Regions from separate parts of the Pan troglodytes genome. Here region 2 is linked to region 1. Evidence: chromatin contacts called from public Hi-C data. All regions are on one chromosome and are shown on one strand. The core of a region is the stretch at or near the end of the contact, and the rest is flanking DNA. Distances in the headings are between cores, read along the strand shown. Region 1 holds the start of ENC1 (ectodermal-neural cortex 1). Region 2 has its middle 95 kb from the start of ENC1.

Evidence for each region. A called contact is a pair of places that touch in the nucleus more often than the background predicts.
Region 2: a Hi-C map of stem cell-derived neural progenitor cells shows a contact between it and region 1, with 4 times the contacts expected there. The contact joins the enhancer-like site here to the promoter of ENC1 in region 1. A contact is called at or near these places in 2 of 7 Hi-C or Micro-C datasets (blood and stem cell-derived neural progenitor cells) and 1 of 1 datasets of contacts at active chromatin or transcription factors (stem cell-derived excitatory neurons).

The regions. Positions count from the first base shown.
Region 1 is chr4:41,408,566-41,414,468 of NHGRI_mPanTro3-v2.0_pri, forward strand. ENC1 (ectodermal-neural cortex 1) reads left to right here and starts at 4,621. Exons shown (of 3, transcript XM_003310676.6): 1 at 4,621-5,075.
Region 2 is chr4:41,505,536-41,511,766 of NHGRI_mPanTro3-v2.0_pri, forward strand. No RefSeq gene overlaps it. Among named protein-coding and RNA genes, the nearest start is that of ENC1, 95 kb to the left of the region's middle. Within about 2 kb of position 4,721, at least 6 of the 24 cell types and tissues checked have an H3K27ac peak or open chromatin away from gene starts, as enhancers often do. A contact at or near this core is called in stem cell-derived neural progenitor cells, where this site is marked.

The DNA.
Region 1 (5,903 bases), core at 3,371-5,870:
TATGGAGCCAGGTACCATGGCAACCGCTTGCAGTCCCAGCTACTCAGGAGGAAGAGGCAGGAGGATGGCTTGAGCCCAGGAGTTACAGGCTGCAGCGAACCATGTCGGCCTGTGAATAGCCACTGCACTCCAGCCTGGCAACTTAGCACAGGCTCACCTCTAAAAACAATCATACTATACAATCCAGCTTAATTCACAAAATACACATAAGGTGACACACATAATGGATGTAGGAAGCAACTGAAATGTTAAAATATGATCAAACCAATTTGGATGCAATCTTAAGAATACTCCTAAGGAGGCCAGGAGTGGTGGCTCACAACTGTAATCCCAGCACTTTGGGAGGCTGACATGGGTGGATCACCTGAGGTCAGGAGTTCGAGACCAGCTTGGTCAACATGATGGAACCCTGTCTGTACTAAAAATACAAAAATTAGCCGGATGTGGTGGCAGGCGCCTGTAATCCCATTTACTTGAGAGGCTGAGGCAGGAGAATTGCTTGAATCTGAGAGGGGGAGGTTGTAGTGAGCCGAGATTGCACCACTGCACTCCAGCCTGGGCAACAGAGTGAGACTCTGTCTCGAAAAAAAAAAAAAAAAAAAAAGGAAAAAAAAGAGGAAGAATACTCTCAAGGTTTATCATGACAGATATTTAACATAAACATAACTTTTTTTTAATGCACAAAGATAGAAGATGGCAAACCAAAATTTAGAAAACTATCGATTTAGACCCTTTGTCTTCCCCAGACAAAAAAGTGATAACTGATTTATAAAATGCTGATAATTTCTTGTATCGATTACCTGTGTTTTTCCTTATTCTCATCTCTTTAATAAACAGCCAGACTTTCCTCTCTCTCTCTTTTTAAAAATAAGAGGATTGCTGATGGAAGCTGAGGTCTCATTTTCCTAGGTTTGTATATCTGTATTCTTACTGTTCTGAGGTCTTCAGATCCTCCTTTGGGAATGGAGGGCTTATTCCTCCAGCCTCTGTGTGTGCTGGCAGCTCCCTCAGCAAAAGAGCACCACCTCGCCCAAAGCCATGGTCCCTTCCCTGGGCAAGCTGCATTCAGCAACTGGGTGATGTAGCCCTATAAAAGCCTTCTTGCCTTAAATGTGGACAACCTGTGAGGCCATTTCAGCTCCAGAGGTCCCCATGGTGCCAGCCAAGGCTTGGCTGAGACCACATCCCAACTCAGCATCTCCATCTGTCCACCCTGCTTCCCTCCCTTCCCCTTGAGGGATGTTGATCGCAACATATGTGCTACTGGGAGGTGTGGTCCCTGGCTGGGCGTCCACTTCCCAACACGAACTTGACACTATGGAAGGGGAGCACAAATCTTTGGTGGGCAGTTGGCCCCTCTGCCACACTGTGTCTCCAGGACACAGCCTTGAAGTCCATCTAGCAAATAACTCGGGGAAGGAAAGCTGTGCTATCTTCCTTGCACAGATTCAGAAAGTGTCCTCATAAAACAAAGAGGGCGCTTTTGGAATACCAGCAGGGAACATGTCTGAATTTGGGTGGGGCTTCAGGAGACCACCGGAGGCAGGATGGCAGCTGCTTAGCCTACTGTTTGGTCTAATTCCCTGAGCTGTCCTGTCCCTGGTACCATGATCGCACCGTGTTAATTAAATCATTCTCATTAATTCAGCCCAAGTGTAAATTAGGAAGGAATGAAGATAAATTAGGTTTGAAGGCAGCTAATACATTTAACCCCATGCTGCTTATTTTGCAGCCTAACAAAATAACATTGTTAGGGGAGATAACAAGCCCAAAGCCTTGGGCACAGCTTCTTAATAGCATTAAAAAAATGAGACTTTGGTTTGATGTCACAAGACAGAGGCAAAGACCTGCTCCCAAGGGCCTACAGGACTGGCCTAATGTCTTGTGTGAAGTGTTGGCTATTGTGTAATGCGGATACAGTGTAAGCAGCATTTCCTGACTTGTTTGTGACTCAGATATCTGCTATGTCTATGGTCGTCCAGTTTTGATGACAGCCCTGTTTAGAAGTTTCTTCCTGTACACAATGGAGACTTGCTCAGCTTTTCTTTGTGTGAGTGGGGTGATAAGAGTTACCTTTAGGATTGGCTGAGAGATGCTGTGGGATTACACAGTTTGAATTGCTATGATCATAAATTTGCTAACTTGCAAATCATTTTCAGCTGAGATAAACATTAAAAACTGCCCAACTGCCCGAAAACTAGTCATAGATTGGCTCAAGCAAACCAGAGTACAGTTTGTAGGAGGTCATCAGTAGCACACATGATTTCCAAACTTGCAAGTTTAGTTCTTGTGACTTTCAGCAGGAAAATGTTTTCCAGTTTTTAGGACTTACATAAGCTAAGTCCTTCTTTTCTCTTGTATTGCTTATCTCCCCGAGGCAGATGAAGCGAATGTATACGGTCACTGAATGCATTTCAAGATTTTCCAGTCTACAGCTTTTTTTCCCTTTCTTCTATTGAAGCATAGAAAGTGGCAACATTAGGTAGAAAAGATACAGGAAAGTGGCACCAGCGGATGGTGACACAATGGCCAGAGGATTTCTTTCCTTTCTCAGCCCTGCCTGCTTAGCAAAGTTCTTTGCAAAGGGATCTGAACTTTGCTGTTCCCTTGGTTAAGGACATCCCGCAGTTTCTAGGTGGTAAAGATACATACCTGTCCCTAGTTCTGTCGCTTCCTGTGGCAAAATCCCCAACCAACCAGCTGAGCTATGTACATAGTCCATTTCTAGGCAAGGTCATCTAGGTGCCGTTTTAGGTAGATTTGACTCACAAAGGAAGCAGACAGAGTGGGTCTAGGAGGTGTCTAAAAGGTGCGTTGGTGGCTGCCTTGATGAGCTCCCCCACACCTTGCCACAGGCTACAGAAACATGTTTTAAAAAGACATATGTGCAATAGTTACACATTTCCGCCTCCCATCTTTTCAGCACCTATCTCTGGAGTCTACAGAGTTTCCATCTGTCTGGTCTTTGCTTCAGAACCTGGGTGCTGCTTGCCAGCCCTCTCCTAACCTCGCAGCCCCCCTGGCTCTCCATACGTGGTTCTTGACATGAATTGATCCGGGCTGTCTCTGTGAATCAGCCTCAAGCCGAGACTCTGCATTAAAAAAAAATATATATATTGAAAGGTTCGTGGTGAGGCTGCCTGCCGAGTTAATGCTAACAAAGGACTTCAGAGGGCACTGTCTTTCTTTGTTTGCAAGGAGCGAAATTTCTCGGCGCAAATACCAGGAAGGAACAAGGATAAAGGAAAATGAAATTAGAATGAAGAACTGACAGTCTTGGTTTCAGCAGTCTGGACTCTGGAAGCGCCATGTGGGGCCTCCTTAGCCAGTTTAAACGGCTCCTGCGCCTAGTGTTTTAAAGCAATCTGGGAGGCGAAGTGCGGGCGCTTGGGGACGCGGGGACCCGGGGACGGAATAAACTCTGTCGTGGGTCCCTCACTCTCGAGCTGCAGAGCTGGGACATTGTTGCTAAGTGACTACGAGCCAGGCAATTCACATCTCCCTGGGCCTCGGTTCCCCACCTGTAAAACAAGGGGGCTGGACCGGTCATCTATCCCGTTCATTTATAGACTTAGCTCCAAATACCGAATAAAAGACAGATATTTTAACTCCCAGCGGAAAGACAAGCCTCTAGTTGCAAAGATAAATGGGATTCGTAAAAGTGATCACCACGCGAGATTATTTTTCGAATCGCCTTCCTTTCTCCTGACACGCGGGACTATTAAACGTGTGTGTGTGCTGGGCCATTTCTTTACTGAACTCCAAACTAACACCACCGAGCGATAAAAAACAGGAGAGGGTGATGGAGGCTTAATCGCTAGGAGAGGAGGCGGCGTGGCTGCTGCTTTGAGGAGTTCACTTTGAATCAAGCGGCCGCGGCGATTGGCTGAAAAGCACGTGGTGCGCGCCCCGCAGGACTGCGCCCCGGCTGCCCCTGCAGTCGCCTGGCTTAGGGCAGAGTCCAGCCAGGGGTGCCGCACCCACTGGGGAGTGGGGAGGGAGGACACATAGGAAATGCCTGGGGCTGGAGTCTCTTTGGCTCTCTGCCAGCAAGAAACTTAAACGTCCTGGCTTGCCCAACCCGAGTGTCCCTAAACTGTCCAGACTTTTGCCCGTCCATTGCCACTATCTCTCCCCACTCTGGGTGTCCTACCCAAGGCGCTGTCTATGCGTGCCCAGGGCCTGTCCTGCGGATACCCAGCTCGCCCCTTGCAGCCCTTTTTAGAGCATCTCGCGGGCTCTGGCATCACCAAGCGCACAGCCCCGGGCTGCGCTCCCCTAAGGTGGGTCCCTCAGATCCGGGGCTGTCCATTAACCAGGCTGGCCCAAAGAGGCGCAGACACTCGAACCCGGGAAAACTTATTTTATTCTCGGTTCCCGGGGTTGCAGCTGCCAGCGGCTGAGACAGTGCGTCCGCTTTGTCTCTCTGCACTCCCCGCAGCCCCCCTCTCCCGCTTCCTCTCCCGATTAACTCCCCCGACACGCTCTTCTCTAGCTCCTCTCCTCCTCCCACTCCTTCTCCTCCTCTTCCTCCTCCTACACCACGGGCCGCGCTAATGCGCTTCCTCCCTCCCCCGGTGTCGGTCTCTTTGCATACGCGCCCCCTCCCCTCCCCGCCGCGCCACTTATAGCGGGGCGCAAGGCGGCGGGGCGCAGACTGCTCTGGCAGCCGGAGAGGAGGCGGTGCGGCGGTGGCGCTGCGGAGACCCGGTCCAGACGCCTGGCGGCCGCCGGCGCACAAGGCGCTTTCTAGCTCCCTCCCCCGAGCGCACAGCCCGCCTCCTTCCGCGGCGCCTGCAGTGGCAGGCTTGCTCTGCCCTACCGTGACGCGCTCCGGGAGACGCTCTGCGGGTCCTGGACACCGGGTCCGCGGCGTGGGGACGAGAGACGGAGGCGAACGCCAGCGGTAGCCGGTCCGCGAGCCATCGTTCGGGGCGCAGTCCTCTCCCCGGCTGGCCCTCCTTTCTCCGGGGCATTCGCCACCGCTTCCCTGGGCTGAGACGACCGGTTCGTCGCCTCCTTGCCCGTGACCGTCGCTAGAACTCAGTTGTGCGTTGCGGCCAGTCGCCACTGCTGTAAGTTTCCCCCACTGCCCCGGACCTGTTGCAGGCGCTGCGGGCTTCAGGGGCTGCTTCGGCTGCAGGGGTGTGTTCGCGAGGGGTGAGCGTGCTCCGGGCACTCGGGAGCTTCGACTAGAGGGCAAGGGGAGCTCTTCTCGGTGCGGAGATCACGGTGCCCGCCGCTGCCCTCCCACAGCAGGCAGAAGCCGGGCATCGCCGGAGAGGTCGACCGGCCTCCCCTCCGCGGTGCGATGTCCGGGGCGAGCCGCTGGGGAAGCGAGGAGCCGAGCTAAGGATACAGTCAGCCTCTCTCCTCTGCGGAAAGCAGCGCTTTCCTGGGGGTGAATGTCGCGCTGCGTCGCTCCCCGCAGCCTCCAGGGCCGAGCGCGCGGGATCGTTGGCCCACGTTGCATCCTCCCCGGCTTGGAGGAAAGTTGGGGCCATGCACAGACACCTGAGTGCGGGCATGTTCACTGCGGCGGAAATGTCTATAGAGAATGAATGAAAACTGCTTTCTGAAAAACTAGTTTCTTGATCTGTCGTGTTAACATTATTAGTTACAAAGGATAGGAATTGGTGGGCGGGGAGATGAAACACTGAATTTATTCACATGCGGTTTGGTTTCACACAGGCATGGCCAGCTTGTTAAATAGCGTTGCAAGTGTTAATAAAAAGACTCTGGCAAGAAGCTACTTTTGTTAAGATCTTTATAATGTTCTATTGTTACCGGTAATGTAAATGCCCAGAAAAAAGTCTGCCTAGTTTCTCTTTTGATTGGATTGAGATCAGGTTCAAAACCTGGAGAAGGGTGCGGGACGCTAAGCATTGGAGGCAGAGAGCCTG
Region 2 (6,231 bases), core at 3,471-5,970, 97 kb after region 1:
CCACTGGGCTCCACCCTTTCAGCCTGTCCAACACGTGCCATGCTCTGGGCACCAGCGGCTGCACTGATGCCTTCTTGCCTAGACACCTGCTTCCCATGAGCTCCAACTCATTGCTTGATTCTTCAGCAAGGGCATTCTGTATTCTTGGTGCTTGGGATCCACCACCACCCACCGTTAGCCTGGGCTGATCTCCCCTTCATGAAGCTGGCGGGCGGGAGCTGATGTCCCTTCCTCAATCTCCCCCTTCGTGGAATCCATCACAACGTCCTCTGGGATCTCTGTGCAGATGATGCACAGACCTGTTTCTCTGGCTTTCACCTTACCCTCAGACAGCAGCTCTGTGGCTTCCTAGCTATTTCCACATGAAGCCCCTGCCACTCTCTCAGACCCAGTTCTACTAGAATCACATCCACTTTCTTACATAACCTGGAGTCACTTTCTTCACAATCAGTGACACCACCATTTGCCCCAATTTTTCAAGTTAGTCTTTGGTTCTGGTTTTCAATTTCACCTTTGATTCCTCCTGCTACTTCTATTTCTGCCCACTCTATTCGATTATACTAAAATAATTTGTTGCCTCTTCTCCATAATGTCCTTTACACTTTCCCGTCTTTCCATTCCCATGCCATTTACATTCCAATTCCAATTTAGTTCATCATCTCTAGTCTGAATGAATACCATATTCCCCAGCCCATCAGGAGAGGGTAAGGTTTGCTTCTACATTTGGAGTTGGGTTGTCTGGGTTTGTGCCAAGGCCTTGCTGCTTCTTACTGTATATTAAAGGGCTTGTCCTGGTCCCAAACCCCTGGCTGCAAGTACATGGTCTGCTCCCTTTCGCTGCTGGAATCCTAATCTTCCTTTATGGCTCAGTTTGCCTCCCCTCTTCCATGCAGCCTCCCTGACCCAGCTAGTTTGCATTGCTTTCATGATCCTCTGAAACACATTGGTACCTGTGTATTAACAGTACCATGTCCTAGTTAGAAAACTTCTATCAGACCAGATTAATTCATTTAGCACATGCTTACCAAGCTCTTTCCTAGGGACTGGGAAAATACTGTGGAACAGGACATATAAGAAAACTTATATTCTAATTGTGTGTGTGTCTGTGTGTGTGTCTATGAGAGAGAGAGGTAGTTAAGAATCACATAAGTACATAAGCAATCAAGAAGGTATCTAGTGATAAGTGCTATGATGAAGATTTAACGGTGATGGACTTGAAAGTATTTGATGGTCTATTTTGGGTTAGCTGTGCAGAAAAGGATTTTCCAAAGAGGGAACATTTAAACTGGATCTGAGTCATAAGATGTGTCAGCCCTGGGAAGATCTGGGGAAGAATTTTCTAGGTAAAGAGGATAGCAAGTTGAATGCCTCAAGAATAGAACAAGCTTAGTGGTTGCCAGAAGAGAAAGAAGGCCTATTGCCTGTGGGGATGAGGAAGGGCAGGTGAGAGAGGTGGTCCCAAGGGCAGGGGAACCTCGGATAAGGCACAGCTTGGTAGCCTCAGGTAGAAGGTTTTATTATTATTATTATTTATATTTTTGGGACAGAGTTTCGCTCTTGCTGCCCAGGCTGGAGTGCAGTGGTGTGGCCTTGGCTCACTGCAACCTCTGCCTCCCGGGTTCAGGCGATTCTCCTGCCTCAGCCTCCCGAGTAGCTGGGATTACAGGCACCTGCCACCACGCCCAGCTAATTTTTGTATTTTTAGTAGAGATGGAGTTCTAAAATATTGGCTAGACTGGTCTCAAACTCCTGACCTCAGGTGATCCACCCTCCTCGGCCTCCCAAAGCGTTGGGATTACAGGCATGAGCCACCATGCCTGGCCAGTAGCAGGTTTTAGATTTAAGTTTAGGTGTGACAGGGAGACGTTTGAGGGTTTTAAGCCAAAGAATGATATGTTTTAACTTACTTTAAAAATATCACTTTGTCTGCTGTGTGGGCAAACAGTGGTAGATCAACCAAGTGGAGATAGAGAGCCTAGTGAGGAGGCTATTGCAATGGTCTGAGTGAGTGATGGTGGTGAGTGCAGAGAGAGAGAGAAGGGTGCAAACTGGGGTATGTTTGGAAGACAAAGATGGTGGTCCTGGTTGATTGATTGATGTAGTTGTGGGGATGTCTTGGTCTTGGCTTGGGAAGTTGGGTGGTAGGTGTTGCTGTTCACTGAGGTCAAAGTGGCAGAGGCCTGACGGAGGCACAGGTTAAAGTGTTTTCTGATGGCCTCATAGTGACTTCATAGAGGGGGTGAGATAAACTGAGCCTTGAAGAAGGATTAGGAGAACAGTGAAAGGGATGGGTCGAGATCCTGGGAAAACCAGGGTCTGTTTTGGACATGTTAAAGTTCAAGGTGTCTACTAGGCCTCTAAGTGGGGATAGTGTCTGAAATATATATATACTTTTTTTTTTTTTTTTTTTTTTTGAGAAGGAGTCTCGCTCTGTCGCCCAGGCTGGAGTGCAGTGGCACGATCTCGGCTCACTGCAAGCTCCGCCTCCTGGGTTCACTCCATTCTCCTGCCTCAGCCTCCTGAGTAGCTGGGACTACAGGTGCCCGCCACCACGCCCGGCTAATTTTTTGTATTTTTAGTAGAGATAGGGTTTCACCGTGTTAGCTAGGATGGTTTCAATCTTCTGACCTTGTGTTCCGCCCGCCTCGGCCTCCCAAAGTGCTGGGATTACAGGCGTGAGCCACCGTGCCCGGCTTGGTGTCTGAAATATTTTTATTCACCTTTTTTATGTGCACATTTCTCGCTTTGCAACCTAGAGAGCAAGCAACTCAGGGTTAGGGATCGTGTCCAATATATTTTGCATCTCTCATAGTGCTAGGGAAAGCCCTATGTACAGCAGGCCTTCATTAGATTGGAATGAATGGATATATTTGATCAGCGGGAAAACTAAGGACTAAAGATGACTGAAGATGTCAAAACTAAGCATTTTCTAATTAGCTCCAACAATTTTTTTGAAGTCAGACTTCATTAGACTCTAGCAGTTTTTCAGCCCATGTTGCGAGAATTAGTATTGGGGAAGAGAGAATCCTAAAGAGCTTTGGAGTCCAAAATTCACTGCAGAGGGACTTCTGTTACAATTTTGACCCTCTCCAAAACCTCAGACTTCCAAACAATGGCCTTTTCTGTTCATAATTGTGCTGGGTCTATGCTTTCTGACTTGTCTTCTTGCCTGCGATGGCACCCCAGGTTCTGTTCCCTGCGGGGCTCCTCTAATACCCCTCCCCTCACTGATCTCCAGTCTCCATTGCCTGAGGAACTCTCTTTCTTTATCAAAAGCATGTCATCAGGAACCTATTTAACACCCTGCTGTGGGTTAGGGAGCTAGATATGCTCCTGGCCTCAAGATTTCTGACAACACTTTAGAATCTTTCTGCAGAAATTCTCATGGCGCACTCATTTCCATCACCATCTTCAGAGGGTTGGGGAGGTGACAGTGAGGACATCGTTCAGGCTCTGCAGCATGTGCCTGGATATGGGTGTTAACCAAAAGCAATGCACATCTCCCGGGCTCTCTGTGTTTCAGTGAAGTGGCTGAGAGAAAATGCTTGGGAGTCAGACAGCGCGGGCTCTGAGTCCTGACTAGTATTTTCTAGCTATATTTCTAAACCTCGGTTTCCTCATTTGGATCATAGGCTTTTAAAGATCTACTTTGCAGTGTTGTCAGTTATCAATGAACAAATGTATGTAGGGTCACAGTGGCTGACACAGTCAGCATTCAATAAATGGTAACTTCTGCTGTTATTATTATCATTATTATTATTATTATTATTATTTGAGACAGAGTCTTGCTCTGTCACCCAGACTGGAGCACAGTTGTGCGATCTCAGCTCACTGCAACCTTCACCTCCCGAGTAGCTGGGACTACAGGCATGTGCCATCACACCCAGGTAATTTTTTGTATTTTTAGTAGAGACAGGGTTTCACCATGTTGGCCAGGCTGGTCTTGAACTCTTGGCCTCAAGTGATCCACCTGCCTCGGCCTCCCAAAGTGCTGGGATTACAGGCATGAGCCACCACACCCGGCCTCCTGCTATTAATAAAATTGGACATACCACGTAGAACACTAACAAGGGACTGAAAACAGACACAGATACAGCAAGAAAGTGCTGATAAAATCTTTTAGATATGAGAGAGGACAAAACAGAAAAAGGAAGAGTTTTTGCAAATGTAGGTGGTGAATGCACACGTGGAAACCTGAAGGCTATGTTATCAGCCTGATTCAATTCATGGGGACCTGATAAGGGAAAGGTAATATTTCCTGGAACTCACTCCATCAAGAACACGAAGATTTTATGACTTCTCTTCTTTCAGACATGCACAAAGCCAACAACACAATAGATTATCTTTCCCAAATCCCTTCTTTAGAAAGCTTTGCAGGTAAGGACAGTACCTCTATGTAAAAATCCACTCCAGGGGGTCACTGACTGCCTCTGGGGTCAGGAAATGGCTCTCTGAAGAGCTTGCTGGGCTTTGCGGTTGGATGCCAGGGCTGAGGATTGCATTAAGTTCTTCGAATAAGCCTGTAGTTTGGCAAAAAGGCTTTCCTCCTGGGCAGTTGAATAATTTTTAGATGATCCAGCTGGCACATCGTGGAAACACGCTAATGAGTCAGGAGTGATCTGACTCCCCCCTCACCCCACACCCCCGTTGCTCAAGGGTAGAGAATTTCCAGGGAAGCCAGTGAAAGATTTATGAGACTAATCCCGGAAATATTTCTTCCCCATCTATTCTTCTCAGCAGGGGTGCCAGCAGCCCTGGGTTTGGGGTGTGAGGGGTAGAGAGGGCAAATTAGAAGGGGACAAAAACGCTGACTTCTGCCTTCAAGTGCTAGAGAAATCGGCGACTATAGATACCACCTAATTAGGGTTCCACTGTCAATAAAATATTCAGGTCTTTTTTGGAATGTGCCTGCCTGGAGGCCCCACAGAGCTTCATGGATGAATTTGAGGAGGCGTGGAGCATTGTGGCTTGTGGAGCACGGAGTAGGGGAAAGCTTGTTTCAACTCTGGGCTGGGAGGAGTCTGACAAGTGAGCTCTTCTGACTCACTTTTACAGGGATGAGGGGGAGGAGGCTGCAGGGATTTAGCGGCGTAGGGCAGTGTCTCCCGTCACCCGTGAACTTCCCTCTCCACACCCTGCATGTGCTGCATCTTCTTTGGGTGGGCTGACCTCTCCATGACGTCCTGGTTTGGAGGGCTGCCCTGTCTTTCTTATAACTCCAGGCTCCTTTTATAGAAAAGCGAGGGGATGGGAGTTGGGTCACTGGAGAATATCTATAACATGGTGCCACTCTTGGGTTAAAAAAAAGCTCCTGTGTGCCTTCAAAATATGATTTTAAAAAATATATAAAAATGTAAAATAGAGTAAGAAAATTCAATCCTTCTGGCTCAGTTTCAGTCACGCATGGGCAAAGGGAACAGAACTATCAGGCATGATTATTTGCCACGACTTTCCCATTTTTTGTTCAGAAAAATATTTTAGTTGTAAAGGTTGGGAAAACTAGGCTATTTGAGTTTTGCCTCTTATGTCTTCCCCCACCCTGTTTTCTGTAAAGACACTGCTAGAAATGGCCAAAAAGGATGTCAACACTGGAAGAGGCTTCAGGCGCCAGCAGAGCCTGCTGGTGAGTAATGAAGAGAGGCATAAACCACAGGAAAGGCCCTTCTCTTGATTAACACGGATTCCATTCAGCATCACCTTTCCTCCTTGTTTCAGGTAGCCTCAGTCCTAAGATGGAGAGACCTTCCAGTCTCTGAGGAGAATGGTCCTGGGCTAAACTTCGGTTTGGACTTCCCTCAGACCCTCAATGGCTGCTGCCACCTGGGCACAAGGATGGCCTTCCTACCTGGGTCCTCTACCCAAAGCTTTCCAAACACAGATGTACTGTTTAATAGGGAAAAGGGAACTTTTTTTTTTGACACAGGGTCTTGCTTTGTCACCCAGGCTGAAGTGCCCCAGTACAGTCACAACTTACTGCAGCCTCAACCTCCCATCTCAAGCAATCCTCCCATCTCAGCCTCCTGAGTAGCTAGGACCACAGGTGTGCACCACCACGCTTGGCTAATTTTTAAATATTTTGTGGAGATGAGGTCTCCCTATGTTGCCCAGGCTCGTCTTGAATTCCTGGACTCAAATGATTCTCCCACCGCAGCCTCCCAAAGTGTTACGATTGCAGGCATGAGCCACTTCCCATCTGGGGACTTTTAATAATATAATTTTGTGTAACTACTG